4 separate regions of the Mus musculus genome follow, and regions 2, 3 and 4 are each linked to region 1. The links are chromatin contacts, called in public Hi-C and promoter capture Hi-C maps. All regions are on one chromosome and are shown on one strand. The core of a region is the stretch at or near the end of the contact, and the rest is flanking DNA. Distances in the headings are between cores, read along the strand shown.

Region 1 (3,197 bases), core at 386-2,885:
GTGGCTCAGAGCACTTGGTGCTCTTGTAGAGGACTCAGATTCAGTTCCTAGTACCCAGATCAGGTAGCTCACACCTGCCTGTAGTTCCTGCTACAGGTTCTGGTCTCCACAGGCACCTGCACACATGTGGTGCACATACTCAGGTGCACACACATACATATAATACATTTTAAAAACTGAGCTGAAAAAAAAATGACTCGGTAGGTAAAGACACTACCGACCAAGTTGAACATAATATGCAAGGTTAAGTTCCAGGGAACAGGCAGTACATACACCCATTCTTTCTGGCCAGCACTGCATATGGCATATTACACAGTAGCCCATAACAGCTCATATTTTTTAAAGGTCCTACAGAGCACTCGACCTAGGGCTAAGCGGTCCAATGCACCATCTCAATTCATTTTTACAGCACCTCTGCCTCCCGAGTGCTGGGGTTGAAGGCATGAGCCGCTACATCTAGCTCAACTATTAATTTCTCATACTTACTTTAGAAATGATGAAACTGAAACTCTGAGAAATCAAGTCACGTGCCTAAGAGCACACAGTAGGTGGCAAAACTGAAGCCCAAGTTGATTCCTCCAAAGCTGAGGTTTTTAACCATTCCACCAGGACTGGAGGTAGAGACGGTGCTACGGCACTTAGGAAATGAGAAGGCACCTCTCTGAAGAGGGCAGGGAGGGAGCTTCACTGAAGAGGTGAAATTTAAACTATGACTTGCAAAATAGACAGATGAGCAGGACCAAGGCTGGCAGAGACGGAGAGTCCATCCCTGACTGAAAAGGCAGTGTGGAAATAACACAAAGTCACCTTGCATTACAAAGATCGGAGGGAGAAGAGACCTAGTGCATGTGGGGTTTTCTTCCTCGGAGCTCAGCAGCACAGAGTCGCCAGCAAGAGTGCGGAGGAGGGATGAGTTCTAAGAACAAGGCAAGAAGATGAGGCTTGGTGATCACAGACGATGAAGGACAAGAGCCTGGATTAGAAGGAAGAGACCAAGCTGGGGTCCGAAAGATTAAAGTTCTAGATCCGGGTTCGAGTCAAGGGTACCGGGAGTAACTTGGAAGGACCGGGGACAGAGTGTGAAAAATTAAGGAAGCACTCACCGGAGCTACATAGCGATTCAGAGACGGATCATCAAAGGAGCCAAAGAATCTGAGGTGGCCTGGGAGAGGGGACAAAGGCTGCAGCAGTGTCCAAAGAGCCTAGTTAAGTGGGGAAGGAGGATAAAGCTGGAGGAGTCAGCTGGGAAAGCTGAAGGACGAGAGTTGGGTTCAGAGATGTCCATGAGGTTGGGACTGGAGCTGGAAGAGTACAAGGGGCGACTCTAAAGACACGGTGTGTGGGAGGGGCATGGAGTGGTCCAAGGCCAACAGTAAGGCAGGGAGGGTAGTAAGACTGGGTCATCCGAGGACTGGGGACGTGATCGCAGCGGAGGGACACACGGTACCCGGCGGCCTTTGGGACTCGCAAAACAGCAACTTCCCAAACATCAGCCTTCAAGGCCTTCGCAAGAGCGAAGGGGCCAGGCTCGAAGCGCCCCGTGCCTCGCGTTCGCCTCCCCCATAACCCCCACGTCACCTCTACACAGCCGCGACCCACTTCACTCCCGCGGCTCGGTCAGGGACAGCGGCGCCTCGGTGGGCGGGGGAAGGAGCCGGAGCCGGAACCCAGAGAGGATCCGCCTTCACAGCGTTCGGATTGGATCCTGGGAACGTTCTTCCTCTCTATTGGCTATACTAACTGTCACACTGCACAAGACCTAGTAGGACGGCCAATAAACATTGGTTTAGTGCGCGGCATGCTGGGAGTTGTAGTTCGGAGGTTTGCTTCGCTGAAAACATTTGCCCAGTTCAGAACTCAGCGGTGAAGCTGTCATCACTTCTAAGGTCATCAGGTTTCTTTTCTTTTTGTCTTTTGAAGCGGTGGCCCTCGATAGAAACCTCGCAGTTCATTTAAAGTTTATAGTTTAAAATTAAAAGGACATGTACCAGGAAAGGAATTTAAAAATAAAGTAGTTCGATCTCTTTGTCCGAGAAGCTAAGTGTCCTCTCCCAAGGAATGACCTCCAGCCAGGTCGGCCAGTGGCCCAACGTAGGTTTTGGTTTTTTTTTTCTGTGTCCTATGTGATCCTGTTAACCCAAAAGTCTCGCATCAATCTGGATATAATAGACCAGTAAGTTATCCAGAGATGGTTTTTGTTTGGTTGGCTGGTTGTTGTTTTTCCCAGATTTTATTTTGAAGAACAATAAAGATTAAGAACTTGAAAGATAAAGAGGATAAAGAAAGTTGATGTGTAAGCTAACTACGAGCTTTTCCTGTTTGTGTGGTCTTTCAATGGTTGTCTTTGTAGCTGGTAAAGCTTTAGAGCTAGTGATGACCCGGTGATTAAGAACACTTACAGCTCTTTCAGGGGACCTGGATTCCCAGCGCCCACATCAGGTAGTTTATAACCACCTGTAACTCCAGATCCAAGGGATCCAATGCCCAATTCTGGACAATTTGAGAACCTGCACACAAGAACACACACTCACACACACACACACACACACACACACACAAAATCAGGAAAGAAAAAAGAGAGGGTCAAGTTTTATAATCCCACCTCTCTCCTCTATAAAATTCCTAGCACAACTATTGTAAGGATATAAGGACTGAGTGGATAGACAGACAGTCAGACAAATAGGCAGACACACAGACAAACATTTCCTGCTTCTACAAATAGCTCTATTCTCTATTGGTAAATTCTCTCAATAGGTAAGACTAGCATGAGTTAGTTAGCCAATAGGATTGGCTACTCAAGCAATTATGTTTGGAGCTGAGGATGTGTGTGACGTGTAAGTATCTATTACACACTATTAGTTTATAAATTGATAAAAATAAAACATCAAAAGTCAGACTCAGGAGTAAAACTGGGTTTATTATGAATGATGTCTAAAGTTTGCTTGAATTGTGGCTGAGCTATTCAGAAACCAACCCCGTAATGTGTTTTCTCCACAGCCTCTTTCATAATGAAGACAACATACCAAGCAATAAGTATTAAAGGGTATATTTCATAACTGTACAAAGACAAACAAAATATTCTTTTTGGGTACTGTAATGGCAAATTTTACATATCACTTTGACCCGTCACAAAGGTCCCAGACACTTGGTCAGACATCACATTTGGTGTCTCTGTGAGAGGAGCTTGGACGAGATTA
Region 2 (3,197 bases), core at 272-2,771, 4.1 Mb after region 1:
TTTTTTTTTTTGGTTTTTCGAGACAGAGTTTCTCTGTATAGCCCTGGCTGTCCTGGAGCTCAGAAATCCACCTGCCTCTACCTCCCGAGTGCTGGGACTAAAGGCGTGCGCCACCACGCCCGGCTTTTTTTTTTTTTTTTTTAAAAGACCGGTCTCACTATGTAGCCCTGGCTGGCTTGGAACTTGCAATATCCATTTGGTTGGTCACAAATACTCAGGGGGGATCGGTCTCCCAAGTGCTGAGACTAAAGGTGTGAGTCACTACACCTAGCAAGGCTTCTTTATTTAATATAGTCACCAGAAATTATTCTCAGAGGTAAGGAGGGACTCTTACTTGTATACCATGGTAACCATGGCAACCATGGCATCTGCTGGGGGGGGAGCTCTGATTAGCCATTTATTGGAATGAATTGATTGATTAAATACTTATATTTCCTCAATTGTTTGCTTCAACCAGTAGACGAGTATCTGTCTAGCTTTTGCTAATTTCTGGTTTGAGTGAATATAAGGATAGAAAAAAAAATGGTCCCTGGCACTTATGGAGTAAGGAAATACTGCTATAACTCCACATATTTAGTCTCATGAGATAACATGATCTTCAAATGGTCAGTGAAACCTTCATTTGGGTAAAAAGTCAATGATTACCCTTCATCATCTAAGCGTAAACTCTTAACTAGCGTTTACATAGTAACAAAAACATTGTTTCACATGCACAGATGCATTCTCTTTGTGTTGTGCCATGAGTCGCCACGAGATGCCTTGTAAGGACATCACTAGAGATAGCTCCCTTATACAAGAACCATGAGCCCAAATACACCTTTCTTCTCCTCTTCTCCTTTTGCACAAACTAAGCTGTAGGCGTGCCACCAGAACAAAACAGGAGCGGACAGTCACGTTTTGTTTTATAAAAGCTTTGGCAAGATTTGTTCATCTTTTCAAAAACAGTCTCATCACCTAAGATACCACCACCATTTCTAATGACCTCCAAAATCCAACCTCAAGGTTATATGTTCTTAAAACTTTCGTATGTCTTACGTATTCAGCTCAACCATGTATTGGGCCACCTAGTAGCTGTACTTTAGCATCCCTTTGTGTAGATTTGGGCATTTCATGGATGTTTTAAACATTATACCTGCGTGTGGGTCTTGGGGAGGACATGACTCAATCCATACACTGCAGAAAGAGAATCATACAGGTGCGTGCTGCTGGTCCTCCAAACGCAAGGGGACGCTGTGACACCTTGCGGGCGGCTCCAGGTCACTCTGGTGTGACTGCCCCGCCTTGGGCCCCCGGGGCAGAGTGGGCGGGCACGACTGCGCCCAGGTCTCGAGGCGCCCTTCGACCAGCAGCGCCCGGGGCGGGAGGGTATAAATGGAGCGGTGGCGGCTCCAGCCGCCTCTCTCCGCCCCGGGTCGCAGCCATCAGTGTTGCGTTTGGGCTCAGCACGCCTGAAGCAGAAAAAAGAAAAAGCTTAAAAAAAACACAAAAGCCTCAAAAACCTTAAAAAAAAAAAAAAGAAAAGAAAAGAAGAGGAAAAAAAAAAGCAAAAGGGAAAAAAAGAAGAAAAAGAACCAGACAGCGACTTGTGCTGGGAGCCCGTGGGGAAGTGACTTTCACAGCTTCCGGCCTGCCTGTCCGTCAGCGTCTGTCTGTCCGTCCGGTGGTGAGCCATCCCCCTCGGCCCGGCCCGCCCCTGCACGCCTCTGCGCCGCGTGGCAGCCCCGCGCCCCGGCTGGCCGCACCACGTGTCCGCACTGCCCTTCGCCGGCACCCGCAAAGATTTGGTTTCCCCCTTCCTGGGCTGCTGTAACTGTAAACCGCCGGGAGTCCGGGGCCTATATTTATCACGAAACGCGTGTTCCCAAGGCGGCCGTGAGCGCAGCATCTGATTGCCTCTTGAAAATTTTTTGCCCCCTTTACGAGGGGATTTCCTACTTTAATTTTTATTTTTTAAGCCTCAAGCCAGGACAGCTGGAGAGTACAAACTCCAGGAGCGGGCCATATTGTTTTTGAGAGCCTTTTGTCTTGGGGCTTTTGCAGTCCCGTGCAAGTCGTCCCGCACACGGGTCCCGGCTCGGAGCCTCCCTGCTCCAGCCTTCTCCGGCGTCGCTGGTGCCACCTGTGCGCTGCGGCGCGTGCCATAGCTCCTCGGAGCCCCTTTTGTCCTGCAGTAGGCCTTGTTAGAAGTCCTCCTGGCGGGGCTCGGGGTCGTGGGGGGTGGGGAGATGAACGCTGCAGCCAGCAGCTACCCCATGGCCTCCTTATACGTGGGCGATTTGCACTCGGACGTCACCGAAGCCATGCTGTATGAAAAGTTTAGCCCTGCGGGGCCTGTGCTGTCCATCCGGGTCTGTCGCGATATGATCACCCGGCGCTCTCTGGGTTATGCCTACGTCAACTTCCAGCAGCCAGCTGACGGTGAGTAGTAGCGGTGTGCACACATTCGGGAGATTCCTGGGGACCTTGGGAATCCTGAAGGCGGAGGCCAAACTGCCAGGACCGGGGAACATAACAGCATGTTGCCTGAGAAGCCTTGGGTGGAAGCAAAATGAGCCAGGCATGTGGTCATGACCCTGGCTTCAGTCTCCCACCACTTGCTAACCTGATGACCTTGGGCTACTGGGTGGGGGTGGGGTAGAGCAGGGGTTGGAACCCAAGGAGATTTGTGTAATTCGGGATCCGAATAAAGGGACTTGGGTATTCTAGTGTGTCTAGCCCCACTCAGGTAGAAGTGGGTCTGGCACTCAGTGCATTGAAATGACACCTGAAAGTGTAGGTTGCAAAACTGGGGGCTCTAACCTGAACTGACTGACTTGGGATGGCTTTAGGGCAGTGGAAAGCAAGGAGAGCAGTTTCATCCAGTTGCCTTGAGGGGAGTTGCTAGTGTCAAGCTGTTTCTACCAGGCTCTCTTTTGGGGACTTGCTCAACTGCATGGAGCTCGAAGGATGTAGAGGAGTGTACCCAGGAAGTCTAGGAAGGTGTCACATGGAATGTACTGGGCAGTTTTGCCTCACTTGTGCTGCCTCAAGTTGGGCTGCCAGGGAATGTTCTGCCATCCTGGTTGCACTGGAGGCTGCAGGCAAGCCACAAAATAAGCCCAGAAACGCAATCGGGGGCTGTAAACTACTCCACATTAAAAGGGACCAAGTGGAGCTGGGCAGTGGTGGCGCACACCTTTAATCCCAGCACTTGGGTG
Region 3 (3,197 bases), core at 444-2,943, 3.7 Mb after region 1:
CTCATTTTCTCCACTTCTCCAAGTAATACTGGAACCACAACACGGCTGACTAGTCACTTGGGTCTTTCTCATGCCTAGGTCTCTGCGCCTTTCCATCTAGTTCTGCCTAGAAATCCGTTTCCTAGGCTCATTATATGCCTAAGGAAATCTTGAAACACTAAGTCCCTCATTGTTGCCTAGAACTGTGGTTCAGATATTTCTCCTGTTCTCAGTAGCTCTGTGTTCACACAGTGCACACACTCAACCACCCTTGATTTGCCGGTTCCTCCCATACTGTACATATCACCAGAGAACAAGTGTATTCCTAGCCAGAAGGGCTAAGTGCCTAAGCTAAAATGTTTTCACACATACTGAGGTCCAATAAATGCTTGGCAGATGATGAACGTGCTGTTCTAACCCTGGATTTTCACTTCAAGGGAAAGCAGTACAAAGAGCTACAGCTGACAGTTCTGATACTAACTAACCTCTATCTAATATATTCTCTCTCTCTCTCTCTCTCTCTCTCTCTCTCTCTCTCACACACACACACACACACACACACACACACACCCTCTTGATCTTTCAAAACGCTTCTGACTCCCTTGCTGCGTCCTTCCACAGCACCCTCACCACATTTGTAACTATTTCTTAACTGTCTTTCACTGCTAACTCGATGGGGGCAATGACTAGACTTTTCAAAGCTGTATTCGATGACATTTTCCATGTTGCCAACACAGAATAAACACAGCGATCCTACGACCACAGGCACTTGGCAACTGTGCCAGACCCAACCTGAATCATCTGACTTCAGATCCAGAAGTGGACAGCACCTCCCATAAAGTTAGCTTGGATTGCGAGTGAACAGTGGCAGTCTAAGAGTAAGGGGAGCTCACTGAACGTAAACGCAGGGCTTACTAGCCTACCTTAAATTTAACAGGCATTCCAAATTTTTAACTTTTTTTTTTTTTTTAGTTCTACTACCAGATAGCCTTTAACCTGCAGCTGCCCAGATCGAAAGTTAGAGAGGTTCCAAGGAAAGGAAGGATCTAGGACTGGAAACCTCTCTCTAAAACCAGATTCTTTTCTTCTCCGAGATCAAGTTACCCATCCGAGTAATGGGAACAAGACCCGGTCAGGAGGAAATTCTAAGGTCTCCCAGGGTCCATTCAGTTGGTTAGGATGCCTTTAGGAATCAGGCCTCCGCGGAGGCTGATAGGCAGAGCTGCGAAATCAAGGAGAAAGTGGCTTCCCCAAGACCTCCTGGTTCAATCTGGTACCCCAGCCCCACCTCAAGAGACCGCACCCAGGAGCCCGGGATGGCCGAAGGGCCCAAACCCCGGCCTTTCAGCAAGACTCCTCAAACGCGCGTAGGCTAGCACAGCCTTTACTAACGGCCAGGACCCGGTGGGCCCCAAAGACCATCCCAATCCTTATCCAACCACCAACCCTCACCTTAAGAGTTCCGCCTCACCTCCGGACTGCGATCAGCCGCTCTCCACTTCCGGCAAGAACCGCCCAGCGGTCTTCGCGCGACCCACTTCCGGGCCCTCACTGGGCGCGGCACCCCCACCGGAAATGAACCACTGGCTGTAACGCTAGCCCGGGGGAGAGGAAGAAGTTTGGCCGCTCCGCTCGTGACTCCGCCCTCATTCCCCGCCACCGGAGAGAGAATCTGGCTTAGGAGCGTTTGGAAAAGGGCTCCGCCTCCAAGGGAGGTGGGGGAGGAAAACTCGGGGAAGGGGCGTGTCCACGGTTGGTCACGCCCCGAGGCCCAGACCAATAAGGAGCTGGAGTTCCTAACCAAGCCCCACCTCCTCAAAGGAAGACAGCTGAGTGGCTGCTTGTTTTGTCAATTTGTGCTCGGAGACTGAGGTCGTTACGTTTTTAGCCTCAGTCCGGAAGAGGTTCAGGGAACAACAGTGGGGCTAGAAGGCTCTGAGACCCAGTGTCTGGTGGTTGGGGGGACCGGGACCAAATTTCGCCCCTGGCTGGGCGTGCAAGCCTTGGTTTCCCTGTCTGTAGTACAGAAAAGCAATGGACTCGGTCGCGGAGGCTAATAGAGTAGGCTTTGAGCGTCTGGGCATGCTCGCCCTCGCTCGATTCCGAGGCTAGGGCTGGGAAGGTGGAGAAAATCTTCCACTCGCGCCCCACTTCCTGTTTGCTCTGTGCGTTTTGTGACCATAGATGGTCAGGTCCGTGGCTGTGCTTAAGCTTCCGCCTCAGGCTTCGGAGTTCTTCCTCCCACCCTGTAGGGTGTGGTCCCTGAAATGAAATGAGCAAAATTAAAGGAGATCTTGTCCCATTCCTTAAAAATCTTGCTTTTGAGGCTTCATCGCCCCAAGCTATGTATGCCCAGCTGGCTGCTAATGAGCCCGTGTGCGATTCAGAGCTGTAACTGCAGCCTGCAGGGCAGTCTTCGCCTCCCTGCTTCTTAGACGGGGGATCGCGTCTTTGTTTCCTCCGGACTTAACACTTTCCAACCGGTCATTATCCTCCCACAAAGATTTATTTCTAGAAAAAAAATTGGCGAGTGCTGTGCTATGGTTCCTACCCCTTCGACTGGATGACTGACAACTCCGCGTTCAAGTTGAATGCAGGTGTTATATGCCAGAGTCAATCATTCAACAAATACAGTTCATGTAATAATAGCTACCATTTACTGTGCGCTGACTACATGCCAGGCTTGTGCTGAGCGCTCAAACCATTTTCATTTAATCCTAATAGCAACTCTCTGCGGTAGGTACCATTACATCCTCGGAGCTTCAAATGAGGAAGCTGAATAACTTGCCAAGGTCACAAAGTAGATGTTGAAACTTTAAACAGAGCACGCATTTGACTGTCTTAGAACCAATGAATTTAATCATCCCCAGTGATAGATAGATCTGGGAACATTTGAGGCATTGGGTGCCTCTGGTTGTAGACGTAAGTTGTTCCATTCCTGACTCCGAGCCCTTTACTAGCGTCCCGACTTTGATCAAGGTGCTTTGGACAATTTACTGGCCTCCCCCAGTTTATGACTCCCAGTTTGTTTAAAACAGAAATGACAACATACCAAATTATGGCACAAAAATCATCCGTTTATAATATGTTCATTTCAGGGGCAGGTGTGGTAATGCTCACCTTTAGTTCCAGCACCCGGGAAGCAGAGGCAGGTTGATTTTGTGAGTTCAAGGCCAGCCTGGTCTACATAATGAGTTCCAGACACAGTGAGACCCTGC
Region 4 (3,197 bases), core at 314-2,813, 3.7 Mb after region 1:
TGAACCTGGAACCTGGCGATCTGATTAGACTGTGGCCCGGCAGCCAGCAAAACCCAGGGATCCCCTTGTCTTTGCCTCCTCCACACTGGGATTGCACTTCCCTACACCTGCGGGTGTGGCCATCCAACTCAGATTCTACGCTGAAGCAGCAAGCACTTTAAAGACAGAGCTGTCTTCCTGGCCCCGGGCCTATTTTTGCTTTCCTTTGTTTTTACTCTGATTTATTTGTTTACATTGTGTGTTTATGAGTCTCTATGGGGACATGTGACTGTCGGTGTATAGAGCTCAGAAGACAGCTTGCACAACTTGTTTTTTTTAACCTCAAGCTATCATAGTTCTCAAGAGGAAAGGATCAGGAATGGCTTAGTGGCCATTGTTTTATCCAGCTGAACAATCTAGCTGGCCCAACGCTTATCAGACTGTGCACTGTATAATGCATCCTAATCCTGTATTTTAATTGGCTTTCCAATTACTAAGTAACTGCTGGTTTCAGTGGGGTGGTACAGAAGGGTTTCATGTGGGTGCACAACCGGTTATTCTTCTAGATTTTTCATATGTCGCTCTCTACAAGACTACTTCATCCTTTATAAAGCCGGTGTCAGAGAGTCCCACTGTACCGTGAATACACCCTATTTAACAGATTCCTTTAAACATTTTTAATGCTTTTTTAGGGGAAAAAATGTTTGACACTGTCATTGAGGTGCCGAGGCTGCACTGAGGGAATCTAGAAAAGATGTGGGAGCATAGACAGGAGCCTCTGGGCTATAATAAACCAGAGTGGAGCTTGGATAGGACGTAGCTATGTTTCCCATCTTCCTAGTACATGAAATACCTGAGAGTCCATGACAGCCTGGAAGTCTTATTACATCTTTAATAAGATACTTTTTTCCCTCTTCAGGAGTCCAAACTTCCTCCTCCCTAATTACATCTTTAGCTTTTGAAACCCCATCTTAGCTTTACGATCCAAACCAAACCTCACCATGATATAACTTGCCCTGGATGAAAATCAAGTCTCCCTTCCCCAGTCCCGACACTGAGCCTTTTCTTCCAAGGGCTATAAGTACTATGGCACTGTGCTGAAGAGTTTTCTGCCTCCGCCTCCGAGGACCTTACCTAATTTCTCACACATGTGCTAAAATAAAAACAGTCTCCTAGGGGGAAAGCACCTGCAGCCAAGCCTGATGGATGACCTCAGTTCAATCCCTCTGACCGCTCCTGCAAGCGGTTCTCTGGCCTCCACACATGCGCTGTAGAACGCGAGCCGTACACATATGAAACGCCCACACATAGAATTAAAATTACGTGCAAATGACATAATTGTTAGCGAATAAACAGCTCTTTTCTGCTAATACACAGCTGAAAGAGAAGGCAAAGTTCCGTAGGGGGAAGGGGGAATTGTCACCTAGGCGTCCTTGGGTGTAAAATGAGAGCAGTGCATAAGATCAATTAAAAGATGGAAAGCCCTTATATAGTAGAGTCTGGTGGGTGTTAAGCAATGAATAAACGTCTCTGTCAGGATGCAGAGCCCGGCAGGGGGCGTGGCCACCGGAATTACTTTGGTCCACAGTCCCCGCGGTCATGTGATTGCTAAGATGGCGTCGTCCTGTTCGCGGAGGCTGCTAGCTGCCGCTCTGCTGCCTTGGTGCTGCGCCGCCTGGGCCCTGGGGCATCTGGACCCACCTTCACCACCACCGCTGGTGATCTGGCATGGGATGGGTGAGTGGGCGTGGACGGGGGCATCCTTTTCCCCCCTCGGTTCTTAAATCTGGAAAGACGATAGGGATTCCACAGCACCCGCCTAGTCCAAGGTTTTCGGATTTGTTGCTCTGCACGGAAGGGACGACAACCAGGTGTCTTTAGTGAGTGCTCAGTGAGTATTGTGCACGGCTTGGTTTATGCTTTGTTAAAATCCTGGCAGCAGTAGCATCAGCCTGCAGTATCTCACAGTCAGTCCAGCCTGCCCCTGCAGAGCTGGACTGCACACTCAGGCTTTCATTCCTTCACATCTGAATAGAGATCTACCAGGGGCCTTCATGTCCTTTATACAGTTACCTCAGAGCACCTGCTATACCTGAGCATGAAGCATTCTCATCTTTCTGGAACTTGCTGTCCAGTGGGGGAAACGTATTATAAGGAAATACGGGAAACTTGTCAAATGGCCAGGAGTGCAGTGAAAACAGAAGATAGAGCCTCAGGTGTGAGCTTGTGCTTCTACGGAGCAAGTTAGAACAGGAAACGGGATTCACCCAAGAGTGACAACTGAGTAGAGCTTAAGAGGATGCAGCACCATGGAGGGAGCAACTGGCCAGATCCTCCCTCCCGCCCCACCCCCCCGGAGCTCCCAGGGATTGGACCACCAACTAAAGAGTACACATGGAGGGACCCATGGCTCCAGCTGCCTATGTGGCAGAGGATGGACTTGGACATCAGTAGGAGGAGAGGCCCTTGAACCTGAGAATGTTCGATGCCCCAGTGTAGGGGAATGCCAGGGAGGGAAGACAGGAGTGGGTGGGTGGGGAACACCCTCATAGAGTCAGGGGGAGGGGGGATTGGATAGGGGGGTTCCGATGGGGAGACCTGGAAAGGGGAAAACATTTAAATGTAAATAAAGAAAATATCCAATAAAAAAAATAAAAGAAGGAAAAAAGAGAAGAAAAAAAGGAGGACGAGGGAAGATGCCATAGGGACATGTGGTCACAGGAGCAGCAGGTGCAAAGGCCCTGAGCTTGGCAGACTAGCATGCAGAGCAGTGTAGCAGGAGCAGCGGGAGCAAGGGAATAAGAGGGTGGACAAGTATGCTGGGGCTTTTAAGATTAGTGTAAGGACTTGGAATTTCACTAGGAACTTGTGAGGTGGTAGAATTTACATTTGTAAAGAACTGTTCTAAGCCCTTTGTGCTAGCTAGCAACTGTAAAGAGCTAGTTTAGGAATGTAACTCCCCAGCACTCCGGAGGCAGAAGCAGGAGGAACACCCCGAGTTTGAGGCCTGCATGATCTACATGGCAAGTTCCACATCAGCCAGAGCTACATGGGAAGACCCATATAATTAAAATTAAAAATGACGTTGAAAGGATCTATTTCTGACACTAGATGTCTATGCATACCCTAAGTGATCACTGAACAAAAGCTGTGGCTATGAGCTCTGGGGAGAAGTTGTCATTAGAAGAAAAGGGATTGAGAACAGTCAGCTGAGATCA

Evidence for each region. Promoter capture Hi-C pulls out the DNA fragments that hold promoters and counts their contacts. A called contact is a pair of places that touch in the nucleus more often than the background predicts.
Region 2: a contact with region 1 is called in a promoter capture Hi-C map of pre-B cells, with 4 times the contacts expected there. The contact joins the promoter of Pabpc4 here to the promoter of Zfp691 in region 1. A contact is called at or near these places in 2 of 39 promoter capture datasets (cranial neural crest and pre-B cells).
Region 3: a Hi-C map of uterus shows a contact between it and region 1. The contact joins the promoter of Cap1 here to the promoter of Zfp691 in region 1. A contact is called at or near these places in 1 of 39 promoter capture datasets (cranial neural crest) and 1 of 484 Hi-C or Micro-C datasets (uterus).
Region 4: a promoter capture Hi-C map of cranial neural crest shows a contact between it and region 1. The contact joins the promoter of Ppt1 here to the promoter of Zfp691 in region 1. A contact is called at or near these places in 2 of 39 promoter capture datasets (cranial neural crest and pre-B cells).

Annotation. Positions count from the first base shown.
Region 1 is chr4:119,172,560-119,175,756 of GRCm38.p6, forward strand. Zfp691 (zinc finger protein 691) reads right to left here and starts at 1,636. Exons shown (of 2, transcript NM_001145936.1): 1 at 1,579-1,636. It overlaps Ermap (erythroblast membrane-associated protein), which reads right to left. Exons shown (of 13, transcript NM_013848.3): 13 at 2,898-3,197.
Region 2 is chr4:123,281,390-123,284,586 of GRCm38.p6, forward strand. Pabpc4 (poly(A) binding protein, cytoplasmic 4) reads left to right here and starts at 1,522. Exons shown (of 15, transcript NM_130881.3): 1 at 1,522-2,418. The coding sequence starts at 2,226.
Region 3 is chr4:122,884,383-122,887,579 of GRCm38.p6, forward strand. It overlaps Cap1 (CAP, adenylate cyclase-associated protein 1 (yeast)), which reads right to left and starts at 1,694. Exons shown (of 13, transcript NM_001358035.1): 1 at 1,432-1,694.
Region 4 is chr4:122,834,664-122,837,860 of GRCm38.p6, forward strand. It overlaps Ppt1 (palmitoyl-protein thioesterase 1), which reads left to right and starts at 1,564. Exons shown (of 9, transcript NM_008917.3): 1 at 1,564-1,716. The coding sequence starts at 1,593.